Regions from separate parts of the Ovis aries genome. Here regions 2 and 3 are each linked to region 1. Evidence: chromatin contacts called from public Hi-C data. All regions are on one chromosome and are shown on one strand. Each heading gives the region's core, a stretch centred on a gene start, on an enhancer-like site or on the middle of the called end of the contact. The rest is flanking DNA. Distances are from core to core; before and after follow the strand shown. Region 1 holds the start of KLF7 (KLF transcription factor 7). Region 2 overlaps LOC105610390 (a long non-coding RNA gene). Region 3 overlaps LOC105610397 (a long non-coding RNA gene).

Evidence for each region. Hi-C and Micro-C count contacts between places; a contact is called where the count stands out from the background.
Region 2: a contact with region 1 is called in a Hi-C map of skin fibroblasts, with 2.6 times the contacts expected there. The contact joins the enhancer-like site here to the promoter of KLF7 in region 1. A contact is called at or near these places in 2 of 16 Hi-C or Micro-C datasets (hypothalamus and skin fibroblasts).
Region 3: a Hi-C map of tail adipose tissue shows a contact between it and region 1, with 2.9 times the contacts expected there. The contact joins the enhancer-like site here to the promoter of KLF7 in region 1. A contact is called at or near these places in 2 of 16 Hi-C or Micro-C datasets (skin fibroblasts and tail adipose tissue).

The regions. Positions count from the first base shown.
Region 1 is chr2:209,257,766-209,260,734 of ARS-UI_Ramb_v3.0, reverse strand. It overlaps KLF7 (KLF transcription factor 7), which reads left to right and starts at 1,359. Exons shown (of 3, transcript XM_060410296.1): 1 at 1,359-1,859. The coding sequence starts at 1,758.
Region 2 is chr2:209,117,728-209,121,142 of ARS-UI_Ramb_v3.0, reverse strand. It overlaps LOC105610390 (a long non-coding RNA gene), which reads right to left. Exons shown (of 7, transcript XR_009599638.1): 7 at 1-1,178. Among named protein-coding and RNA genes, the nearest start is that of CPO, 90 kb to the right of the region's middle. Within about 2 kb of position 1,897, at least 12 of the 54 cell types and tissues checked have an H3K27ac peak or open chromatin away from gene starts, as enhancers often do. A contact at or near this core is called in hypothalamus, where this site is marked.
Region 3 is chr2:209,450,357-209,453,601 of ARS-UI_Ramb_v3.0, reverse strand. The region is part of intron 1 of LOC105610397 (a long non-coding RNA gene); the gene reads right to left. Among named protein-coding and RNA genes, the nearest start is that of TRNAS-GGA, 100 kb to the right of the region's middle. Within about 2 kb of position 1,386, at least 17 of the 54 cell types and tissues checked have an H3K27ac peak or open chromatin away from gene starts, as enhancers often do. A contact at or near this core is called in tail adipose tissue, where this site is marked.

The DNA of each region.
Region 1 (2,969 bases), core at 110-2,609:
AGCTGGCATAGCGCAGGGCTTTCAGCTGAGATAATAGGGTCTAGATCTATACATCTCTATACGTTAGGTGTATCGAAAACACACTCTGGGTCCTCCTCTCACCACCGCAGCTTGGCTGACACTTTATCTCCAAGTCACAAGAGGGGCCTCACGTTTTAAGACCCCAAACAAGTTGCCTGCTTCTGCCAGCACCTCACGTCTACCCGGATTCCCTCTATTGTCTTTAACAGACAATTCTTCTAATACGTCCCCTTCCAATTAACTCTAACTGGCACTCCGACCCTCGCCGGTCCCCAGAGCCGGGTCAGAGGGCTGGGGAGGGGGTGGGGGGCGCGGCGGCGCGCTCCGCGGCGCCGGCGGGCTGGAGGCGGGGCCTGCGCGCGGGGCGGGCCCCGGGCCGCTGTCTGCGCCCCGCTCCCCTTTGTTCTGCTCCATTGTGTGGCACTTCCTCCTCCGGCGCTTCTTCTCTGCACTCTGGTAGCCGGTGGGGAATTCGTGAAGGGGTTTTGGTGACTTTTTCTTTCCCCCCGCCTCCGGTTTATTTTTTAGGAAGTGTGGAACTCTTCTGCGCTGCCCCTCCCTCGCGGTTCCCCGCCTCCGGGCCTGGGAGGGAGGCGGAGTGGGAAGTGGCTGGCCCTCTTCCCCACGCCGGCTTCCTCGTCCTCCCACCTTGCTCTTCCTCCAGGAGGCATCCTAACCCCGCATTCTGGACTTTCACCTCCTGACCGGCCGCATCCGAGCCCGAATGGTTATACGCGACCCTCTCCCTTCTGAGGGGCGCCGGCTCCGGCCGCCCGGGGCTCCATCTGGCACCAAAGCGAAGGTCGAAGGCCGGAGTGCGGCCCGAACCCAGCCGCCTCGGCGTCCCGGGAGCCGGCGAGAGTGTCGCCGCGACCCTCCCCGTCCCTCGCGCTCACGCTACCGGGCCGCGGTGCGGCCGCCTCAACCCCCTTATATAGCCCTCTAAAAATAGCTCGCCTCGCACCGCCTTGTAAGGCAGCGGGGAGATTCGCAGCTCGCCAATCGGCGCCCGCCGCCAGGGCCGAGCCCCGCCTCAGGTCCCGCTCCGCGCTCCCCATTGGTCCTGAGTGACTTCATGAGCCCCCTATTTACCTTACATGGTCACACGCGGCCTAATGGACGCCCTCCTCCGAGATCCCACGGCTGCGCGGAGAGCGGGGCGGAGGGAGGGAGTTTGGGGAGGGGGAAGAGCAGGAGGAGGAGAAAAGGAGGAGGAGGGGGAGAGACTACAAACTAGCAAGGATGGGGTGGGGGGTGGGGAGGGAAGGAAAGGGGGGGGAGAGAAGCGATCGCGAGAAAAAAAAAAATGCAACCTCCCAAAATAAAGAGCAAAGATTGCATTAGGAGCGAACAGCGCTGCAGAAATAGATGGCAGCTTCGTATCAGTGAGTTTGCATCCCCCTTCCTGATCCACGAGCTGGAGTGATTAGAGCCCTGGAAGGGAATTGTTACTCCCGTGGAGAAGTCCCCTTTTCCTGGCAGCCGTCTGCACTGTACACGCTGGATGCTTCTCTCCATCCACCCCACTCAGTCTCTCCTCTCTCACCTCCTCTCTCCCTCTCTCCTGCATTGATTTTTTTTTTTTTTTTCCTTTTTAGTTGACTGAAACAAAACAAAACAAAAGGGCCACTGGATGTCTGCCTTCTTGGGGGGTGAGCCAGACAGACTGACAAACAAACAGACCCAACTGTGTTCGGGGGAGGGTTTCTCCTCCCGTTTTGCCCGGCAGCAGCAACATGGACGTGTTGGCTAGTTATAGTATATTCCAGGAGCTACAACTTGTCCACGACACCGGCTACTTCTCAGCTTTGCCATCCCTGGAGGAGACCTGGCAGCAGGTGAATGATTTAAATTACTTGTGTAAATCGTGTGGTGGCGGCGGACTCGCAGGGGCTGCGTTGGTGTGGGCTTGGGGTTGAATTTTTTTGTTTGTTTGTTTAATTTTTTACCCCCTTTTTGGCTGTTTGTTGTTGAAAATGTTTTCGGAAACAGTCATATGCTTACCTCTCCACCCACCCCCTAACCCCGTATAGTGTGCAGAGCTGAGCAGCCGGTCCGAGCTGCCTGCGTTTCAGTCACCAACACACATCCTTGTGCACATTTTGTTGGGCTCACAGTCCTCCAGCAGAGACCTGCCTAACTTCTGGGGTTCAGGAGGAGCCGGGTGGGAAGGTGGTTTGGGGCTTAACGAGCCATCGCAGACAGCTGCCGCGTCCCTACATGCACTAGCTGTACCTACTTGGTACCTTAAATCAGGTTCATCTCTTTCAACTGGTGCTGACGGCCGTCAGATGCGAGGGGGTGGGGGGTGGTAAGAGCAAAGCGGGGTGTTTTCCTAGTAATTAGCGAGTGTCAATAAAGAATAGGAACTTGATTTTAAGATTAGAAGGTGGGCAGGAGGACGAAGAACCCAGTTATAAAAGGTACTCAAGGATATCTTGGAAGAGGACGGGAAGATATATCTATCTAATGCTGACCATGCATTTTTAGGTTTCCCCAGTGCAATATCCGCGGAAAGAGATCACTCTCTGCCTGTGTCCTTGCTTCCCTCTTTCGTTTGGTGTCCCTCTCCACTCAGCACAACCTCCGACAAAGGGTGGTGTGTGCTTCCATGCCTCTGACTTTGTCTTAGAGGACTAGTTAAGAAACTCCTAAGATGCTGAAGGGCACCAATGCCAAGTTGGCTAGATGTCCCAGGGAGGGGGAAGTGGGGCTGGTGACAAGTTCACTGGGCTTTGTGAAGTGGAATAAAGAAAGTGCTGGTCAGTGGAAAGTGCCAGATCTGCTGCAGAAACAGTGGTTTTTCTCAGTAAGGATTGGGAGCTGCTGAGGGGACATTCTTCAGGAAAGATGGTGGATGGGGGGAAGGTGGAGGGACACGAGTATGCTTTAGTATTCTTTCAAAATTCTACAATGTGTATCATGGAAAGTCCAAGAAGACAATTCAG
Region 2 (3,415 bases), core at 648-3,147, 140 kb after region 1:
GATGTGGGGAGCGGAAAGAGGAGGAAGACAGTCCCTTGCATTTCTGAGGGGTCACTTCTCTAAGATCTTAAGTGACACCCGTGCCTGAGATAGGTATAAAGGGGGTAGCAGCTGAAACTGACAAAGGAGGAAACTGAGGCTCAGAGAAAGGAAGTGAACCCTTCAGGGACATCGATCAAATATCCAGGGAAGTAAGGACTATACAGCTCGGATCTGTGAGCTGGTGTCCTAACACCACAGGATCGTGGGCAGGTGGCAGCAGCTAAAAACATCTGGGTGGAGGAAGGATGTGGAATGGGGAGCCCATGGAGGCAGGCTTCAGTCTGCTTCATAAAGACACTTGCATCTCCGTGAGGCTCTGGACTATCTCTGATTTCTTTCTCTTGTTTTATGAAACCAATAAAGTGAAGTCAGTGAAAGATTTTACTGGCAGCTCTGGGTGTATTCTAATTGGCTTGCAGTTGGAATTCCCTGTTATTGCCAGGGAGAAAGCAACCGGTCCAATTCCCTGAAGATGATTTAGGGGTAGATTTATAAGGGGGAGACAGGAACAGGGGTAGAGACTCAACTTCCTAAAGCCATTTTCTTTGATAGGGGTGGGGAGAATTTTGCCATCATTTCCTGCCTGCATACCTCAACATTTTTATCAAGGTCCCTCCTTTATTCCCGTTTTCATCAACAGATTTGAAATCCCCAAAGATCAACTTTCAGGGACTACCTCATCCAGGGGTGAACCATCAACCAAGACATACCTTGGTCACATTCCACCTCTGTCCGCTGGCCAGGCTGGCTGCTGGCTGGGAGAACTGGGTTTTAGCGTTTCCCCCATCCCAGCCTCCTCAAGGTTAGTTAATGAAGCTGAAAAGGAACTCACAGCCTCTGCTGCCCAGAGCCACAGTGACTTTGCATTATGCTGGGACAATGAGAGTAGTGTTTGTGACTGAGGTTCTCACAAGCAAATATCATTGAATACATTTGGAAGGGGCATGCTTAGCTGGACATCACCATGCTATAGGGACCAAAACCAACTGGAAAAGGAAGAAAACGTGTAGAAGAGTTTAATTTCTTCAACTTCATCATCCAGCGTCTGAACTTGGATCAAGGTTCAGGTTTCAGCTGAAGTAGATTTTGAATCTTGTTCAAGTTATTTCATCTCCTTTGTGCCTCAGTTTCCTTATCTGTGAGAAAACAAAGCAGACATAGCATTTGTACCTAATTTACAAGTGTGTTATAAGTACTCAACTATATTATTTGTGTGAAACAATTAGCACAGAATCTGAAACATAATTAATACTTGACAAATGTTAGTTTAACAGGCTTTACTCCCTTCATGTTCCTCATATCTGTTATCCTTTTAGCTCTTCAATTTGTAGAATTTAATACTGTACAGGTGGAGTCATCCTGGGGTTTCCCAGGTAGTACTAGTGATAAAGAACCTGCCTGCCAGTGCAGAAGATATAAGAGACATGGGTTCGATCCCTGGGTTGTGAAGATCCCTTGGAGGAGGGCATGGCAACCCACTCCAGTATTCTTGCCTGGAAAATTCATAAACAGAGGAACCTGGTGGGGTACAGCCCATAGGGTCACAGAGAGTTGGACACTACTAAAGCAACTTAACACACATGCACGCACAGAGTCATCCTGAGGAAGTGAAGAATAGAAAAGGATTTAACTTTTGACTGGTATTTTGTTGTTGATGTTTATTCTAAATACCACTCATTGCAGAGTTAGAATAGCTACTGTAAAATGAAAGAAGCTTTTACAAAGTCTTACAAATGTTGACTTTCTAATTCTGCTTAATCTTATGATTTCAGTCAAATGTAATGCCTTGTGCATCATGGGTTTGATGTTACGTAGACATTGTCAAGTGCCTGTGTAGTCACCGCATATTTTTAATGTTTAGCAGCTTTGTGGTCAAAATGAGCAGATTCCATTTTGGCGGATTGTGTAAACATCCAGTCTCACATTTAGACAGGAATCCATTTACCACAGGAAGTGGGAGTCAGCAGGAGGCACCCAGCCTGCCTGTGGGCATCTGGGCAGATTTTTGAAGGACGCTCCAGCTACTGAGATGTGATACAGGTCCATCCTGGTTGTCAGGTGGCAGGTAAGAGCCCAGCCGTTTGTCATCATTGGAGGAGTTAGCACAGGGGATCGTCACGTGACACTATGAGAAGGTGGAGCCCAGTGGTACAGAGTTCAAAGCATTTGGACATCCTGGCAGGTGGGCAGGATCAGGAGCGCAGAGGATAATGGGGCCACATCCCTGGATTCCCTTTCATGACAGTGGTTCAAGGTGGTTGAGAGAGTCTGGTATGGATCTTGGATTTTAAAAAACTACATACTAGGCAAGCTATCAAGACAAGGGCTTCAGGCTTGAGTTAGGAACCAGCTGCCAGTATTGGAGAGCAGATGGGGACTAGCTGTCAATGACAGCAGTAGCAGTAATAAGAAAACACATGTACATAATACTTCATACCCAATACCCATTCATATGCTTTGGCTGTGTTAACTAATCCCCACAACAAGCCTGTGGCTTGGGTACTATTATTATCATGCCCACTTCTTCAAGATAGAAAGTAAGGCTTGGAGAATAACTTGCCTGAGGATGTACTGTAAGTAGCAGAGTTGGAACCAACCCAGGCAGTCTGACTCCAGTGTCCATATTCAACCACTTCATCCAAAACCCCTCAAAGCAGGTGCTCCTTTAAGGGTTATAGAGTCTGAGAACCTTGGCCAGGGCTGACCCTGCAGGTGAGTATTAAGGGGCTCCAACTGTGGAGTAAGAGGGGAAACCCAGGGTATAGGAGTTAGGCTTGATCTGACACTATGTCCCAATGTCCCTTGGAGAAAGGCTTTCCAGCTCTTCCCAATAAATGACAGCTTATGTTCCAGTCAGAAGTTTCCTCTGTTTCAGCTCAGACCTAGGAATTTTGGCTCAGTTCTCAGTCCTTTCTAATTCAGAAATCCTCCCAGGAAACCAGATAATTTCTGGCATTGATCTGGAGAATTTAAGGCAGTTCTCAACAGACTCAGAAATCCATCTGCCATGTGGTCAGACCAGAGTGAAATTTCAGAGAGAAAGGGGGCAGGATTTGTCCACATTCCAGTGTATCAATTTTTTTCTCTGAAGGAAACTTAAATTTATTGAGGTCCTCGTATGCACTTTACCTAAATAATTACTTTTAATATTTACAATGAATTAACTTCCCAGGGCTGCTGTAACAAAGTACCACCAACTGGGTGACTTAGGACAATAAAAATGTATTGTCGCACAGTTCTGGAGGCTGAAAGTCTGAAATAAAGATTATGGAAGAGCTGTGCCCCCTTGGACACCTGGAGGGGAAATATACTTCCTTGCCTCTTCCTAGCTTTTGGTGGTTCTCAGTGATCCTTGGCATTCCTTGGCTTGCAG
Region 3 (3,245 bases), core at 137-2,636, 190 kb before region 1:
CACTGCCTTAGACAGAGAATATAAGGTGATAAAAATATTAAAGGACATCTTTATATTTATTTCTGATTTGAATATTTCCAGTGTTTACTCATTAAATATACACTTTATTTATTTTAAGCCAAGAGCACCTTTATCAGATTTAAAGGGCATCCTAATTCTATTTAAATGTTTACTCCATTATTAGGAAAAGATATTGATTTTATCAAATGTGGTGTCTATGAAATTATCACATGGGTTAATTATTGTTGAATCAGTGAATACTCAGTGGATTCTTTTTTTCCTTGGAAATCAATCTGTTATCAGCTGACTGGCTCTGCTAACAATGACAAATGTAAAAATGGTATCTTCATGAGTTTGAACATACTAGGGCCAAACTCAGTTCACAAGAAAGTGGGCCAATGCAGAAGCAAGGGTTGTGGGAGAGAACCCCCCTGAACCTGTCTCCTTGGGCACATTCTCTAAAGTCGGTAGCTCTGGACAGTTTTCTAAATTGACATCAGTGTTGTTAACACTATGGAAAAACCACGTTAGAGGAGGCAGTATGGAGTACAGTAAAGGAGTTGAGGACATGCCCCCTCAACATGTGATGCTTCAGTGTATTAATCACTTTGTTTTAAAGGTGCTTAAAAAACAGCAGATGCAAGGATGGCACTTGGATGTTCCTTTTTCTTCCTAAAAGCAGGAAATAACATTCCCACATGAAAGGTGCCCTGCCTGTACCAGGAGAAAGAAACATTCTTATCACTGGAGGTGGGGAATCGAGGCTGAGAAAAATCTGTACCAACAAAAAACTTGTTCAGCAGCTCATCCTCCATTAGTCACCCCTTATGTTTTAGCTACTTTTCCAAAAGTGCTACTCTTTGTTCCACCTGGTAGAGAAGCACTTTGGTTTAGTTACTTCTTTTGCTCTTCATTTTTCATTTTTCTTGTGAGGACACTCATTTATATGTGAATAAAATGTATCTACTTTTCTCCTGTGAATTTGTTTTTCAGTCCCAGGTGGAGACTGCAGGAAGGTAGAGGAAATTTTACTTTCCCTACAATGGGAGTGAAAATCAGTGGCCTGCTCATGAAACGTGCAGTTGGAAGGTTGTCCAAGCTGGTGCCGTTCGTGTGTGTGCCTCTCTCTCCAGCCAAAGGTTCAGGCCCAGCTCCCTCGATGGCACCCCCCCACCCCCCGCCCTCCCTGCCACGCCTCACTGGCTCATACTCAGCAAGCTCCGGCCTCTGGGTTTAAGACTGAGAGTAGAATTTCAATGCCATGAGTCTTACATTTTTAAATGCCAAGCTTAAAAATAGCCTCCAAAATGTAGACAAATGAACTGCTAACATCAATGTCTATACCAGGTTCTTGCTGGCACTCTGGCCACTTGTATGACCTTTCAGCATAGCATTTGAGAAAAATGAGCAGTGCTTTCCTCTTCCCCTGGCAGCTCAGAATAGCTCTGTTTCCTTTCCTATAAACAAGTCGTATCTCTGGGAATTTCTAAAGCCGAATATTGTCTGCTCAGAAGCTGTGACTCACGCTCTTTCCTGGCAGTCCTGACAAATTCATGAACGCCTCTTGAGGAAAGAATCCCAGACAAAGAGTGGTCACAGAAAAGCCTCAGATTCCTGCCTGTCAAACCCAGGAAGCTGGGAGACAAAAGAAAATACCAGCAAGAATCGCTAGTCACAGCATCCCCTTCTACTTGGCTCAGCTCATGTTCAGGACAGTTGGAGCAGAGAGGGGAAGCCCGCTTGGAAACTTGTCCTGTTTGTCTTTAGGTCATCATCTAGCCAGGCCCCTCTGTTTAGGAATTTACCTAGCTCAACTTCCTCCTGATTCTGGATGTACGAGTTCTCTGAGGGGGTACTCCCCAGGGAAATTACCAGGAGGTCACACACACTGGCTGGTGGGGCTTCCTCACCGCTTTTATCAGGAACTCTGTGCCCCACCAAGCCTTCTTTCTGCGCTTCTCTTCCCAGTACTTTCTCCCCGCCTCCACTCCTGGTCCTGTCTCTCTGTTTTTTTCTGTTCCTCTTTAGCGCCACATCATTTTCCTCATGCTAATTTGTCAAGAAACAAGGGGAAAAAATATTTATCCTACCTCTCTCATCTCAACAACATAAAAATCTGTATGTGTGTGTGTGTGTGTGTGTGTGAGATACTTATGTAAACAATAACGCAAAGACATTGGTTGAAAAGTCCGCATGATTAAAATTGAAAAAGCTCTGGCTTCATGCTAATGAAGGGACAAAGGATTGATCTGCTTATGGCTCAGCAAATGCCCTGTGGTGGAAGATTTAATCCCAGCTGACCCACAGCACGGTCTGAAATCAGACTCACTATATCCAGAACACAGAAAGTCTGAAATATCCATAACTATGTGATCTGTGAGATAATAACACTTACCATACATACAAGGTGACGTAGGAGTCCGACATGGCGGTAAATACTTCACATGCGTTTGCTCAATTGCCAAACCTAACAGCTATTAGTATTACAGTAAGGAAGCAGTACTGGAGAAATTAAATTATTCAAGATTCTTTAAAAAGTCATGGCAAGACTGGAACTTAGCCATATATCTATTTGGAAACCAGAGTCTGGTTCTTAGTCAATGTGCCATAGAGGTACCCTGAGAGATGAATATGGGATGGGAAAGAAGAGAGAGAGAGAGAGAGAGAGAGAGAGAGAGAGAGAGAATGAAAAAGAAGACAATGCCATTCTCCCAAATCATCCCACCCTCGCCCTCTCCCAAAGTCCAAAAGACTGTTCTGTACATCTGTGTCTCTTTTGCTGTCTTGCGTACAGGCAAAACCAATACAATATTGTAAAGTAATTAGCCTCCAATTAAAATAAATAAATTTAAATTTAAAAAAATAAAAAAGCTCAAAAAAAAAAAAAAAGAAAAAGAAGACAAGCATGACTAGGCATATGATACTGTGATTTATAATAAGAAATATATACTCTTCCTCCCAGTTTCTTGCACAGAGCTCTTAAAACTCTCAAAATTTTTAATCAATGAGAATGATAAAGGTGCCTTTTGTTATATTAGTGAGGTGACTTGTGAACTACACCTAAGGATGGGGGCTGGCTGCCAGTGGAACCAACTGTGTGATTACAGGGTGGAACTTTGTTTCCCCACCTCCTACTCCCCACCTCCACAGAGATGGAAAGGGACTAGAGATTGAGTTCAATCAACAGTGGTTAATGATTTAATCAATCACGTCTATGAAATGAGGGGTAGTGGGGGTTCAGAGAG